Regions from separate parts of the Anas platyrhynchos genome. Here region 1 is linked to region 2. Evidence: chromatin contacts called from public Hi-C data. All regions are on one chromosome and are shown on one strand. The core of a region is the stretch at or near the end of the contact, and the rest is flanking DNA. Distances in the headings are between cores, read along the strand shown.

The links. A called contact is a pair of places that touch in the nucleus more often than the background predicts.
Region 1: a Hi-C map of skeletal muscle shows a contact between it and region 2, with 2.6 times the contacts expected there. The contact joins two enhancer-like sites. A contact is called at or near these places in 2 of 8 Hi-C or Micro-C datasets (skeletal muscle and small yellow follicle).

Annotation. Positions count from the first base shown.
Region 1 is chr11:14,982,493-14,988,964 of IASCAAS_PekinDuck_T2T, reverse strand. LOC101793360 (high affinity cAMP-specific and IBMX-insensitive 3',5'-cyclic phosphodiesterase 8A) reads right to left here. Exons shown (of 28, transcript XM_027466406.3): 23 at 3,518-6,472; 24 at 1,501-1,659; 25 at 825-891. Among named protein-coding and RNA genes, the nearest start is that of FSD2, 37 kb to the left of the region's middle. Within about 2 kb of position 5,139, at least 2 of the 8 cell types and tissues checked have an H3K27ac peak or open chromatin away from gene starts, as enhancers often do.
Region 2 is chr11:14,925,316-14,931,891 of IASCAAS_PekinDuck_T2T, reverse strand. The region is part of intron 2 of LOC101793360 (high affinity cAMP-specific and IBMX-insensitive 3',5'-cyclic phosphodiesterase 8A); the gene reads right to left. Among named protein-coding and RNA genes, the nearest start is that of FSD2, 94 kb to the left of the region's middle. Within about 2 kb of position 3,736, at least 5 of the 8 cell types and tissues checked have an H3K27ac peak or open chromatin away from gene starts, as enhancers often do.

The DNA of each region.
Region 1 (6,472 bases), core at 3,890-6,389, 56 kb before region 2:
ACAATCAATCTCTCAATATTCTACAAGCGCCTATACATATGCATTACCTATCCCCGCCTTCCCTCGCTTCTCATGCTAATTAGCCTTTTGGCACCTTGCGCCTGCGTAGAGCCTCCCAAGAATTGTGGGCAGGGGTCTTTGGGACGTGGGCAGGGGTCTTTGGGAGGAAGACCCCGAGTCTTCCTCACAGTGTACTTTTCACCTTTGGTCAGGAATCTGCTGAATTGGCACGTTTCTTAATTGCGAGAGCTGGTTGTTGCCAATTCTTCCGTTTGTTGTATCTTTATAATGAATTCCAATGTCCAATTTTGAGATTTATAGTCCTTACATTTGTTTCTCTGTCCGTCTGCCGCTTCCTTATCATGAGTTCCAGTGTCTTGTTTCGAGATATACAGTCCATGTCTGGGGATTGTCCTTGCCTCCCCAATGCCTCCCCAATACCTCCTTAATCATTGGGTCAAGTCCGTCATGGTTCCAGCCTCCCCAGGGCCTCACATGATTTTAGCCCTATGAGGTGGTCCCTAGCCCCCTAAAAAGCCTTGCAGTAGTCAAGGATAGCAGTGAGCCTAGTTTTTGCCAGACCTCAGGGAGCAGCAGCTGATCAGAAGAGGTGGAATGTGTTAGAACTTTATTCAGCCATGGCACTGTGGCATTTCAGATAGACTATAATAATAGGGCTGCATTTGCAGTCTTGGGGCAGGCAATTCAGAAAGCCATAGTGATAAAAGGAAGTGGATTTATGGGTAAAAAATAGCACTTCAGAAGCAGAACATGAACTGAACTAAGCCAATGAAAGAGAAATATGATTTCAGTGAAATCAGTACCTTAGGAAGGTTTTTTCTTGAAAGTCCTGAGGCGGGTCTGCTGCTCAGCCGGTGTTTCTGTGTGACACTAAGTGGAAAAAAAGAAAAACCCTTTTTTCAGATCATCTTCTAGAAATGCTATTGACTCTTGTTACAACAAAAGCAGCACAAATACCACTCTGCTAATACATACTAAGCCAGACTTAAATATGTCACTGATAGTTACTTAACAAATATTATTAGGTTTGTACTCTACGGTAGTTCAAAAGAATATTTGCTTATTTAAAACCATTTATTTTAAAACAAAGCTTTTTGTTTTCTTTCTTTCTTTCTTTTTATTCCTGGCATGATGGCGTGCAGAAAACTTTTTGCTTTCTGACCTTGGCACGTCAGCAATTTGTCATAGCAGGGAATAGCATATTTGCACTGAGTCTGCCAGCATGGATTTTCAGGGGCTGGGAGAGGCTGCTCAGTTTTAGGGCTTGGTTGCATGGTGAGGAGAATTTCATTCTGTTCTGATAATGTCCTGAGAACTGTCTATTCATGCAGTTGGGTGCTTTCTCCCTCACTATGCCCCAAAACTGTCTAATGTGATGCATGCCATTCCCAGCCCAGGCTCTGGCTCTGTGTGTCAGCTGGGCACCTTGCCTGGTTCATAGCACTTACATTCACCCTATATCATTGCAGTCTTACTTACGGTAAACACTGTCTGAAATAGCTGGCACCACCCACCGCTGGGGACAGGCGCTGGGACACGGTGTGCACGCAGCGGTGTCTCTGGGCTCTCCTGTGAGCCTTGCTGAAGGTGGTGAGGGAGGGCGGATTTCTGGCTTCTCAGGAGCTCTGATCAGTGTCTCTGTAAAGTGGCAGTGGCAAACCATTACGAAATCACCTGCTTTCTAAACTTCTCTCCTTGCTTTTTTTTTTTGAAGGTCAGCACGGTTAAGCCCAGAGCCCTCAGTAGTAGCCTGGCACCCCCCAGCTCCAGGCCAGGGTGGGTGCAGACAAAGCACTGGCTGGCCTGCAGCTTGTTTTACCCATTTGCAAGAGGGCTACTGGGGGGAGGGGGGAAGGGGGAATGTGTCTTCTTGTAAAGCATTTAGGGATCTATGAAGAAAAAAGAATTTTCTTATAAAGGAAAAATTTCATGTAAAGAAAAATATCAGTAGCAAAATAACATCTAATTTAGGCAAAAGGGGACATTTCCTGGTGGAAAAGCAATACTCTCACACATTCTGTGTTGAAAACAGTAAGGGAATTTGGTCAAACATTTAGGCTGAAGACAAAACCATGCCTCCTCCCAAGGAGCTAGGGAGCTGCAGGATCACTAGCATGACGTCGTTCTGCTTGGTTATAAAATGCGCTGCACACCCAACTTGGCACTCAGTGTTCTCAGGTTGAGCTAAGAGCTAATGTAATGAACTCTAGGGAAGGATTTACATCAAATACTACTCTGGAATATTAAAGACAGACGGGAGCAACTTCTTACTTGAATAATTGCACACTAGCTAAATTCCTCCTTTCATTTCAAAGCCAGGCAATCACCTTCCTCACTTCCCCTCTGAAACTATACATCGCTGAGCTATTCCTCAACCTCAAGAAAAATCAATGTGATTAAAGGATGAAGTAACTTTTGTTAATTACCATGGACTGAACTAAGATTAGTTTTAGCTCTAGCAATGACTCTTGCCACTCGAGGGGGGGAGCAAGCAAACCAAGAAAGGCGAGATTCAAATTTCAAGTGTCCAGGGCTGCTTGCATTTGCTAACATAACCCCAGAGGCAGAGATGCTTGCAAACACTCCTGAACTTCCATTTGTACGTGGGAGAACAACACTGCACGCAGCAGCAATGAACTGCTCACAAGCTGCTTCAGTTAACTTATGCACTCTCCTGTCTGCGGGTACCAGTGTAAGGCTTTCAGCCAATACCGGGTATTTTCCCTTGAAGTTGTATCAGAAAAAATAAGACTGCATTGTGCTAACAGTTGTTGCAAGCAGCAAGTGTCCATTTGACTGGCAGGGTTTAGTCCCAGTGTTAGGGCTGTGTGTTTGAGGGAGATCCACAGCCTGTGCAAGCTGAGGGAAGTACTTCTAGCAAATGGCATCGGAAGAAAAATGGAAGACAAAGAAGCTGAGAGGGAAAAAATGGAAGATCAAAACATGAGAATCCTTTCCCTGGCCTGAGAAACACCTATGGTTACTCCATGGGCTGGGCTTGAAGGTGCAGGATCTCAGAGGCGTTTAGAAGCTTCAAGCCCATTTTGCTTAATGGCTCTGAATCCTCTGGCCTTTTCTAATTCAGTTGGCTTGCTTGTTAAAGAGGATGCTAACACATAACCAGACAAGATTTGCAAAGCTAAATTCACTGAGGTTTGTTTGGGAAGTGTGGGAGGAGATCCTTAAAGATGTTAAATAAGGAAAAAAAATGAAAACATGAGACACTTTGCCCTAGTAACATTCAAAGCAGGAATAAGAGAAAGCATTTAGTGGAGATACAACAAAGAAATCCTTTGCCTACAGAACCAAAGCTTCAGCAAAACAAAAAAAAAAGTACGTGAAGCACCTGGACATCCCTTTGTTCTGAACCTGTAGCACAGGCTGTGGAGGGACATGGCAGTAATTTAAAAGCTTGTTTTCTGCATCCAAACATCATGTAAGGATGAAATGCAATCCATCCCACTATCATTTAATGAGCACCCCGGGACCACTGTACCTTGGAGGCATGATGTCACACGTCAGCAGAGAGATTACTTGTTTTGAAGCTTGTGAACAGCTCTGAGACTTCATTTCGGAGTGCTCCACTCAGAGTCATGACTCAAACCCTTCTGGTCTCACAGAAGGACACAACTGGCTACAGTTTTCCTGTGCTGTCTCTGAGCATCCTGTGAGGGATTAGTAGATAGTTAATTTTATTACCCTTTCTCCTCTTTCATATAGGAAAGGCTTTGTCATTGCTTGAATTCCTTCATGTTCATGACACATTTTCTCAAGTATCGTATCAATGATGTGTCTACTGAGACAAGCAGAGACAGCTACCAAGAAAAGCACTGAAACAAAAACCAAGACATTCATTTAATTTTGGGTGATTTTTAATTTATATAGAGCCATTGGGAAAACTAGTATGAAATCCAGATTCAGACCTGTGACAAGTTGGCTACACGCAATAACTCCTTTGTAAAAGGCAGTTATTACCCAGAATTTTATACCTATCCCTTGAAGGGACCAAGATATTCATCTTGGGCAATTTGCTGAAGTACCAACTTTTTTTTTTTTTTTCTCCAGATCATAACAGCTCCAGAGTCACCTGGAAGCAACTAAATTGATAGCCAGGTTTAGCAGCAGTATTGCCTGAATAAAAACACGTAACATGAAAACCAGCTAACAATTCTGAACGGCTCATTTAATGCTCAATTGCTGAACCTTATTCAGTTTTAAAACAAGCTGTAAGATTAAAGCCCCAGAGGTGAATAAAAGAACTCTCCATTATCATGTCTACATTGGAATTTACTCTTGTATTAGCATTAAACCAAGAATAAAGGAAAAGTGTAGACTCTGTATAAGACTGTCTGAAACTGGGAATAATTTTAAACATACTCTTCCAGTTCCAGTGTTCTCCCTTCCATAGTCAAGGACCATCAATACATCAGTAAACTCATGGTTCCTGTCCCCAGCAGAGCTCCATCCCTGGGTGCCAGACTGAAAAAGCAAAAGGGATGTAATCCACTGAGAGACACTCAGTGGGAAGAGAACTTGGGTGAGGATCAGGCATGCTGGTTCCAGACTTTCTTTAATTATAATCTGTCCCTGGCAACAGGAAAATTTAGATGGGCAACAGAATGAACAGAGCTGCATTCAGTGGCTGCAAATTACTGTTTTACATTTAGTGAATTTATTGTACAGCAATACAGGCATAAATCTAGCTGATACAGAGGGCTGATTAGCACAGCTCTACACTCCAAGTAATGGCATTAAAGACGCAGTGTGAATTTCAGGGAATTAATCATATTGTTCACATCTTTTCAGTGATGATGCAGCAGGCATTTTTATAGCAGATTAACTGCTTTCACCGTTCGTTAATACAACCCAGAACAATAACTACGCTTATGAAGGAAGTTTTTTACCCCCTTCCTGAAGGCATTCTCTGGACTCTTATGCTGTTACTTTTCCTCTCATATCCTCTTTGCAGCTCGTTAGTAGAGATATTGAAGGCCTGATGCAGCTTTCCTCTAAAGGAGCCTGAGTAGTTTTTTTTTCCTTGAACTAGGCACAGGAGCCTGCATGCAATGGAAGAGATTAACACCAGGTGGCAAATTACAGCTGATTACAATAGATTCATGTGTATGGAGACACAGTGTAACGCTGCCAGGAAAACAACACATCTGGCAGCTAACTCACCCTCTACTTGCACGTTCCCTTTGAAAAGATAGAGTGGTTTGTTGTTGTTTGTTTGTTTTTAACCTTCAGTAATGATTGTCAAACCCCTGGAAGATCAACGAGGACCCCATACCCTCTATCCAGCTATAATCACTGACATATCGGTATGGTCTGGATGTTCCTAGGCAGGGTCTGAGCCCCACCAGATTTGGCAATATACAAGCACTGATAAAATAAAGGGAATTAGGAAAGGAAATTGCCTGCTGCCCCAACACTTAACCCAGATACCAAGTAGGAAGGGAGAACATACAAACATGGTGAGGGCAGCACTGGCAGAAAGGCACAATGCAAACACAAAGAGCAGTGAGCTACAAATAGTAGCATATCATGAATATCATTAGCTAGGAGATGAAGGAGAAACACAGAAACAGGTAACACCTGGAGCGGTCACCTGTTCCTTTCTTACCTGCTTTAAGGCTCCTGCTGCTGCAGCCCCTGAACTGCTCCATCGTCCACCTCTCCTCAGCTTGTGATTCTTGAGGAATGGTTCAAAACGTCCCTTCTCTAAAATCAGTCAATTGACTCTGAACTGACAATAGTTAACAATTCCTTCAGTGCTTTTGGAGTGGCTTCCTGCCTACTGGAAAGGCTGACAGGATACTCCTTCAGTCCTTCAGTGCAATACAGCATGGCACTGCTTCTAGCTGTGTACAGTGTCTTAAGTGCACAGAAGGGTTTGATGGGTTTGCCAAGGGCAGGCCACAAACAGAGGGACTTGCTAGCCATATACCACCTTTCATCACCCTTATTGCCAATCCAACCCCCTCAACTCCTCCCTTCCCCAGACAGCAGTTATTTTAAAAAGGATTTCATGCATCTGTTCATCTGCAAACTACAAAGTACGTATACATTTCAAATGAAATGGCTAGGACTTTGACACTTCTTAAAATATACATTTTATTATTTTCTGGTGTTTGCTATGAAGGTTTCATTCAAATTGTGAAGGTACACAGCCTTTACAAACTTGTTGAGTTAAAGGTTTTTGTTGGAGGTTTTATGTTCTGTTTCTTTCATGGCAGAGGAAAATACATACGCTATAAAATGTTGAAATTCATTAGATGTTTAGTATTACCTCTTCATATATGCTGTGGAATGCTTTGTAGAAATACTATATAAAATAAGGCAGACTTTGACAGGGAATTCAGTCATAAAATTTCATGGGAGAAAACAAAAAGTTCCAACATATTATTATCTTCTGTAGCCAAGGGAAGATCAGGTGGTCGTCACTGGTTTG
Region 2 (6,576 bases), core at 2,487-4,986:
GCACAGCTAGCTGGCAAACCACACAGATGCACAGCTAACTGCACTGTAAAATCACTACCACTTCAGAGCACAGAGCTAGAGGTGGGTAAGAGGCACAGCTGGTAAAGCAGATATGGGCCCTTCACATGCCATTTGGACAGCCAGTTTAAAATGGTGCTTCCCTTCCCTAGGATTTGGGTAGGAGATCTGGAATCTTTCAGAGGGTTTTTCCCCTCAGGTTACAGGTCCTTGTGCCCTACAGCAGGCCCTTGCAGCAGCTGGAGAAGAGCCGGGCTCCTCTGCCACGTGCCACTGAGCTCCATGCAGCATCACGTAGCGGCATCCTCATTTCATTTGGTTAACAGCAATGAATTAGGACAAGGAGCCCTTTGAAAGACAGAAGCTCCACTTGGTCCTTATTTACCAGAATGGTGTCAGCTTGTACAAAAAAAGGTGATGAACTGTAAGGAAAACTGGCAGCCATCCAAAGATAATCTCCCTTCAGATACAAGTTCTGGCATCTGACAAGATGGAAGCTCATTTAAGCTGTTCTGCAACTGTCCAAAATATGTTTCCACCCTGGTCATTCTTGCTTTCTCACTCTGGTAATTTTTCTAAGAAAGGATGCTTGGGCCTAGGCCTTCTGTTGCGAGTGAGAGCGCTTCATGCCAGAAAACAAACAAGAGAAAAGAGACATTAAAGTCCTGTCTGGCGACACCATTAACAAGTTCACAGTCACCATTTCCTTCTTCCTCTCCTGCACCAAGTGTTTCTTCCCAGACAGTGATCCAGACTGCTGATAGCTCTGGCAGGGAGCTTTTACCAGAAATTTTAGCAGGAAATGTTAATTTGCAAGCCTCGGTGTCCTCCCTCAGGGAAGAGGGACGTTACATCTGCAGAGCCCCAGTGCAGGGACCCAGAGCTCCTCTGACCTGCCTGCGACGTGCGAGAGAGAAACTTCTGCGTGGCTCTAGCACAGCTGAGTAAAAAATCAACTGCACTCATTTGTTTTCTTTTTCCTTTTTCCCCCAAGCAATGCAATACTAGAAGAATGTCCAATGCAAACAGAAAAATTCTATTAATGAAATATCCAATTTAGTGTAGTTTCATAGCTTAACTCTGAACTCAGCCTGATTTCTAGGACCCAAAGCCTAGCTGGGAACTTGCAGGCTTGGAATTTTAAAAAACAACTGTTTTGCTTTGTGTAAAAACTCTACATCTCTATAAATTTGTGTAATGGTAAAAATAACTTGTGTGAAACAGTAAATATAACATGAAATATTAACAAATTAGATATTAGGGATAAATAGTTTTTCTGGACTAAAGTGTAACATCTTATGTGAGAGGAAGGAAAGACAGACTCACTTTATGAACAGTTCCAGTAAGGCTGCAGTAAAACTACAGGTTGCTTGCAAAATTAAAAAAAACAATCCTATAAACTCATTGAAAAATTATGCAAATAGGACTCTTGAAAAGTTTTATTACTTAGATCACCTGATTTCCTTTTCTTCCTCTATGAACTTTGAGCATAAGTCTGTAATTACTTACTATAAGTGCAGGAGAGAATAGTGTTTTCGATTAGGAAAGCTTTTATCAATCATGAGAAGTTTCATTTGATTTGTTTTATGTGTTTGTATGTTCCTCTGAGCCAGGACAAATGTTCTTACCACACTCATATTTGTGTGGTTAGCAGATTTTTCTGCATCTCTTTTGTCCTTATCCTCCAAAGACAAAACAAATGTTGTACTGCTGAATGTTGAACTTTGCAATTTTCGTGCTGCATTGCGACAGTAATATATTTTGACTAACTATATGAGCCGCTAACATGTACAGTCTAGGCAGCTGCCATGGAACACCAAAGGTCTACTTTTTTTTTTCACTGCTAACTTTCAACCGACGTGGTACTCTGGATGACTTCAGAATATAGTATGAGGTGCATAATTTAATCCAGTTACATTTCTAATACAATTTTGCTAAGAACATTGAAGTGTATTTCAACAAAACAAACCTTCCATGGAACAGCAGGAAAGTATTAGAGGTGGCATCAAACCACTGACCCATTAGATATAAATTACTCACAGCATGTTCCCCACAAAACAGAGTAACAAAATTTGCAGGCCGTAATATGAGGCTGTACCCAGAAATACTTTCCAGATGAAACAAACAAGATTTGCAGTGGTTTTGTGACACAATCAGCAACTTGCTGCTATTGGAAGAGAGATTATCTAGTGCATTTGGTGCTCTGAGTCTGTCTCCTTCTACACCTCCTTTTCTTAGCTGAGTGAGCCATAAAACCTGATGAGGATGCTCCTACAAACGTAAGCCCCATCACTGTTCTGTGTGTCCTTTCCTCTCTGTGCAGCTAGATCTGAATGCTGAACTTCTGAATTACTTTTGTTTAGTAAATCTAGCAAATACAACAACTACCAAGCATGTGCGATATTTTAGCCCCACGGCTCTTCCTTATTTTGCAAAGATATAGCCCTGTCACTGTTACCCATGTACTCTTAAGAAGTAATGTGGCTAGCTTGGACCATAAGCTTACACCATTTAAAGGACCTATGACTGATTTCTATTTACTTATTCATTTACAAGAGAGGCACATCTATGCTAGGAATAATATTTTTCTGATATGGGTGTCTCTAGTCATATCCTATGTATTACATTTCTACTTCAGACCGAGTTTTAGGGCATAATTTCACAGTGTGTACAACAACTTAATAGATTGTTTTCCTTTGAAATTCAGATTTATACTTTTAGCTTTTTTTTTTTTTTTCATGGCGTTTATTCAAAGTAATGTTTCTCATGCAAGAAGCAGCATTTCACATAGTCTGCAGCAAGAAACACCTTCTGGTAAGTACAGACCTATTTTTGCAGTACTTGATAGTATATTTTCTTCCTGAAATGTTCCATTATTTGCAGTATTTCCATCATGCAAGTTTACTTCTATTTTCTTTTTAATTCAGTTATGAGTGCAGTGCCTATCAGTTGTTTTCTCGACACAACTCTCCCAGTCTTACCTGGAACTCTCCCAGTTTCATCTGTTTGGAAAAACTGTATCCCTTTGACTGCAAGCCACTGGCAATGGGGAGCATTTGTTTCACTCTCTGTTCTGTCTAACACAAGACTGAACAACTGGAGCCTCCAGCTGATTCTATCTGCACTCCAGGAGTCAGAGGCAAACATCTGGAATTTATTTGTTAGAAATAAAATAAATGACATCTTTTCAGGAGTTTTAGCTTGCACCTGTACTTATAAATCTCCTCCACGAGGACAAGTTATGAATAAATTCAATCAGGAGCAGGAGGTAGAGGGCTCTTTTGGCTCAGCCCCAGCTGAGGGCCCCAGGAAGAAGGACAGCACCGACGTGCCTTGCAGGCAGTTTGCTCAGAACTGCTCTCTCCCACCCAACAATGAGCAATGTGCTGCATTAGGCCTCTTGGGGCCCGCTGGATTTCAGCACACACATCCAGCCTGCTGTTTGACTGGGTCAGGGGGTCCCTGATCTCCTGGTCCCCTCTCCCCAGTGGAGTGCTCCATCCATGCTGGGAGTTAATTCCAGCTTTGCTGCTGGAGAAACGTAGCCCTGAAGGTCATTTTTGTTGTCTGTAATGCCAAGAGTGGTTCCAACTTCAGCAGAAGCTGCAAAGGGGAATGGAAATGAGGAACTAAGGGAGGAATTTAAGAGGACAGTACTGCAAAAACAGAGTAGTAATGGGGGAGCAGAGGTCAAAAGAATCAAACACCACCGCTGTTATCTGATGGGAGGGCACAAAGGTACAGGATGAACCTCTGAAAATATGCAGAGGAGGGAACAGGGAATACACAGAGAGGAAAAAGGGCAGCAGAGAAACAAAGAGAGAGAAGCCCCTGCCAATTGTTTGGATGAAGGTTACCTTTGCCTAGGCACTGCACTCATTGTCTGCAGCCGTCTCCTTTCCTGCTGCTTTCCTGAGCCTCCCTGAGCACAGACAGTGCTCGTTCCAAATCGGAAGGTGACTGATGTGGTCCTGTGCTATGGGCAGGTCCACACGAGGGACTAGATCAACTTCTCTATTTTTGCTTGTACAGAGTACAAGGTCTTCATCACAGGGGTTTAACAGCCTGAAGTGAAAGCTGACTGTACCTCATCCAGCTTGTCCTGGCAGACTGTCTTGGATAAAATTCACATTTAGGGACTGGTAAGATCTTAGCAAGACAACCCCATTGCAAATGGAACCAAACACCTGAGCATGCAAAGCAGATTCACACAAGTACTGCTGGGTACCGCAGCCAGTTCATTTCTCCACACACTGGCTTTGGGCCCCACTAGTGAAGCAAGATGCTGCAAGAAGAGGCACTCGGTATTGTGCAGGAACCAGCTGTATTCCTTTCTGACCATGAAGATAGGCAGAAGGAAACATCATCTTTGTTTCTGCAGAGACTCAAAGATGAAGAAGTAAGACCAAAAGAGAGCACAGCACTGCAGTGAGGTGACAGCCCACACACTGCAGTCAGTACTTCCCATTATATGGACTGAAAACATCAGAGAGACACTTCAGCAAAACTGAATCTGGTTGAGAAAGCCATTAAACAAACAAACAAAAAAGGCAAACTCAACCACCCCAGTGATGGGCTGGTTCCTACAGATGTCTCCAGCATACCCTGTTGGTCTGTTAGTCATCAGATGTTCCCTGACTTTTCCACTGCTCTGTAGGGCAACTCCAAATGTTTGTTTTGTTTTGTTTTGTTTGTTTGCTTTGGTTTGTTTTCTTAAATAAAGGACATTAGAAGATTCCTTACAAGAACTGCTTTCATGAAGTGATCAACTGCTTTTAGCCAAGTACACAAGCTGTTTGGGGAAAAGAAAAATAGTATCTGGAGGTGGGGTAACACCAAGCCAGGGGAAACCATTTGCAGCACAACAGACCTACAGAAGAGCTCGAGAAGCACAAGTCAAGCACCATAAGGCACACAGCTTGCCCTATTTTTGCAAAGGTTGTTTCTTTTTTTCCGATAGATACTTCCTCTTGTGGTGCATGACAGGAGGCTAACATGGTGATGCTGTCGGTATTATCGAGTAAAGCTGCCCAAAGCTCTGTCTGCAAGAACTGTTGAACTAAGGTCTGCATTGCTCATCACTGGTTCTTGTCCAAGGGGAAGTTAATAACCCTGTGCCACCGGCCAAAAAACAAGCAAACCAAAAATGTAAGGGGATCAGACCCCTGGCAGAGCTTCGGTATTCCTGATCTCAGCAATCAGACTCCACTGCACTAGCTAGCAGGGGAACCAGCGATGCATGCCTTGCTGACAGTTCCTCAGCATTACAGCATGAGCAGCTTCAGAAGCAACAGTTTGCAGAATGTTTTGCAACACCTGGACAGAGATGGTTTCACACATACATCATACAACACCAAATTATAAACCTCCCAGTTATAAATCTGACTGCTCCAGGAAGGAATCTATTAATACAATTCTTACAACTCAATTAAAATGAAAACATCTTCATGACAGAATAAAATTAAAAAGAATAATAAATCTAAAAGCCATTGAAAAAGAAAATTACAGTAACAAACATGGGGTTTTATCATTGCTCATCATTTAAATTGTCAGCTTTATCCTCATGGCAAGCAGGCAGCTCTCGTTCACAACTGAACACCTACTTTATTTATTTAGCTATGCTGCATTTAACCTTACATCCTGTCTGCTGGGTGCATCCGGCTCCACAGATCTCCATGCAGCGAAGCCTTAGCATAAGGTGGGGGAGCTACTTTCCACAAGCCAAAAAACAGGAAATTTGATGACATTGTTCAGTGAGCAGACGTCAGCAGAGAGTGATACAAAAGAGTAAACAACTTCCTAGCAGCAGCAGACAAATGGGCCGGAACTACTGGAATCCTGTGATGTCTGGTGTGTTCTGCATGAAAATTACTGTCTCGATGAAAGGGAGCGATCTTCATCCGATGCAAATTGGAGCTGCTCCCTGGAAATCCAGGAACCACACACCAATTTGATCGGTTTAAGATCTGACCCCAAATCTTTACCTTTCTGATCATGGAAATACCATTTTTGTGAATATTCTGAGTATTTTGTAAATATTCTTATTGTTTTAATGCACAAAAAGCTCATGTGAATAAAAAGGATAAATTTCAGTGAATGTATGGACGGCAGTATCAGAAATGCTGATGCTATTTCCTTATGACCATGTTACCTTCAGTCTAACAATAACGACATACAAACATATATTCTTGTTAAAATATTTTGATATGAACCAAGCCCAGCACTCTGCCAATGGAACGGAGCAGTAGGTATGACATCTTCTTTCTGTATTTCAGTGTTTGCTTTGTGAAATCTTCTCTCATACTTTTCAGCTATGGGCAAATGTCAAATATGATCCAAAAAAATAACCTCTCAGTTAGGCGTATGACTCAAAGCCAGGTTACAGCAGGCAGAAAGGAAATGTAGGGAAAGACATTTTTGCTCTAACTGAATGTCATTCTGCCCATCTCTGTCCAATTTAATGATCCCTTAACTGCAAAGAGTAATATCTGACCAGTGACCACAAATACAGAGCTTCACTACGGCATCCCAAACAACTGTATCAATAAAAATTGTATC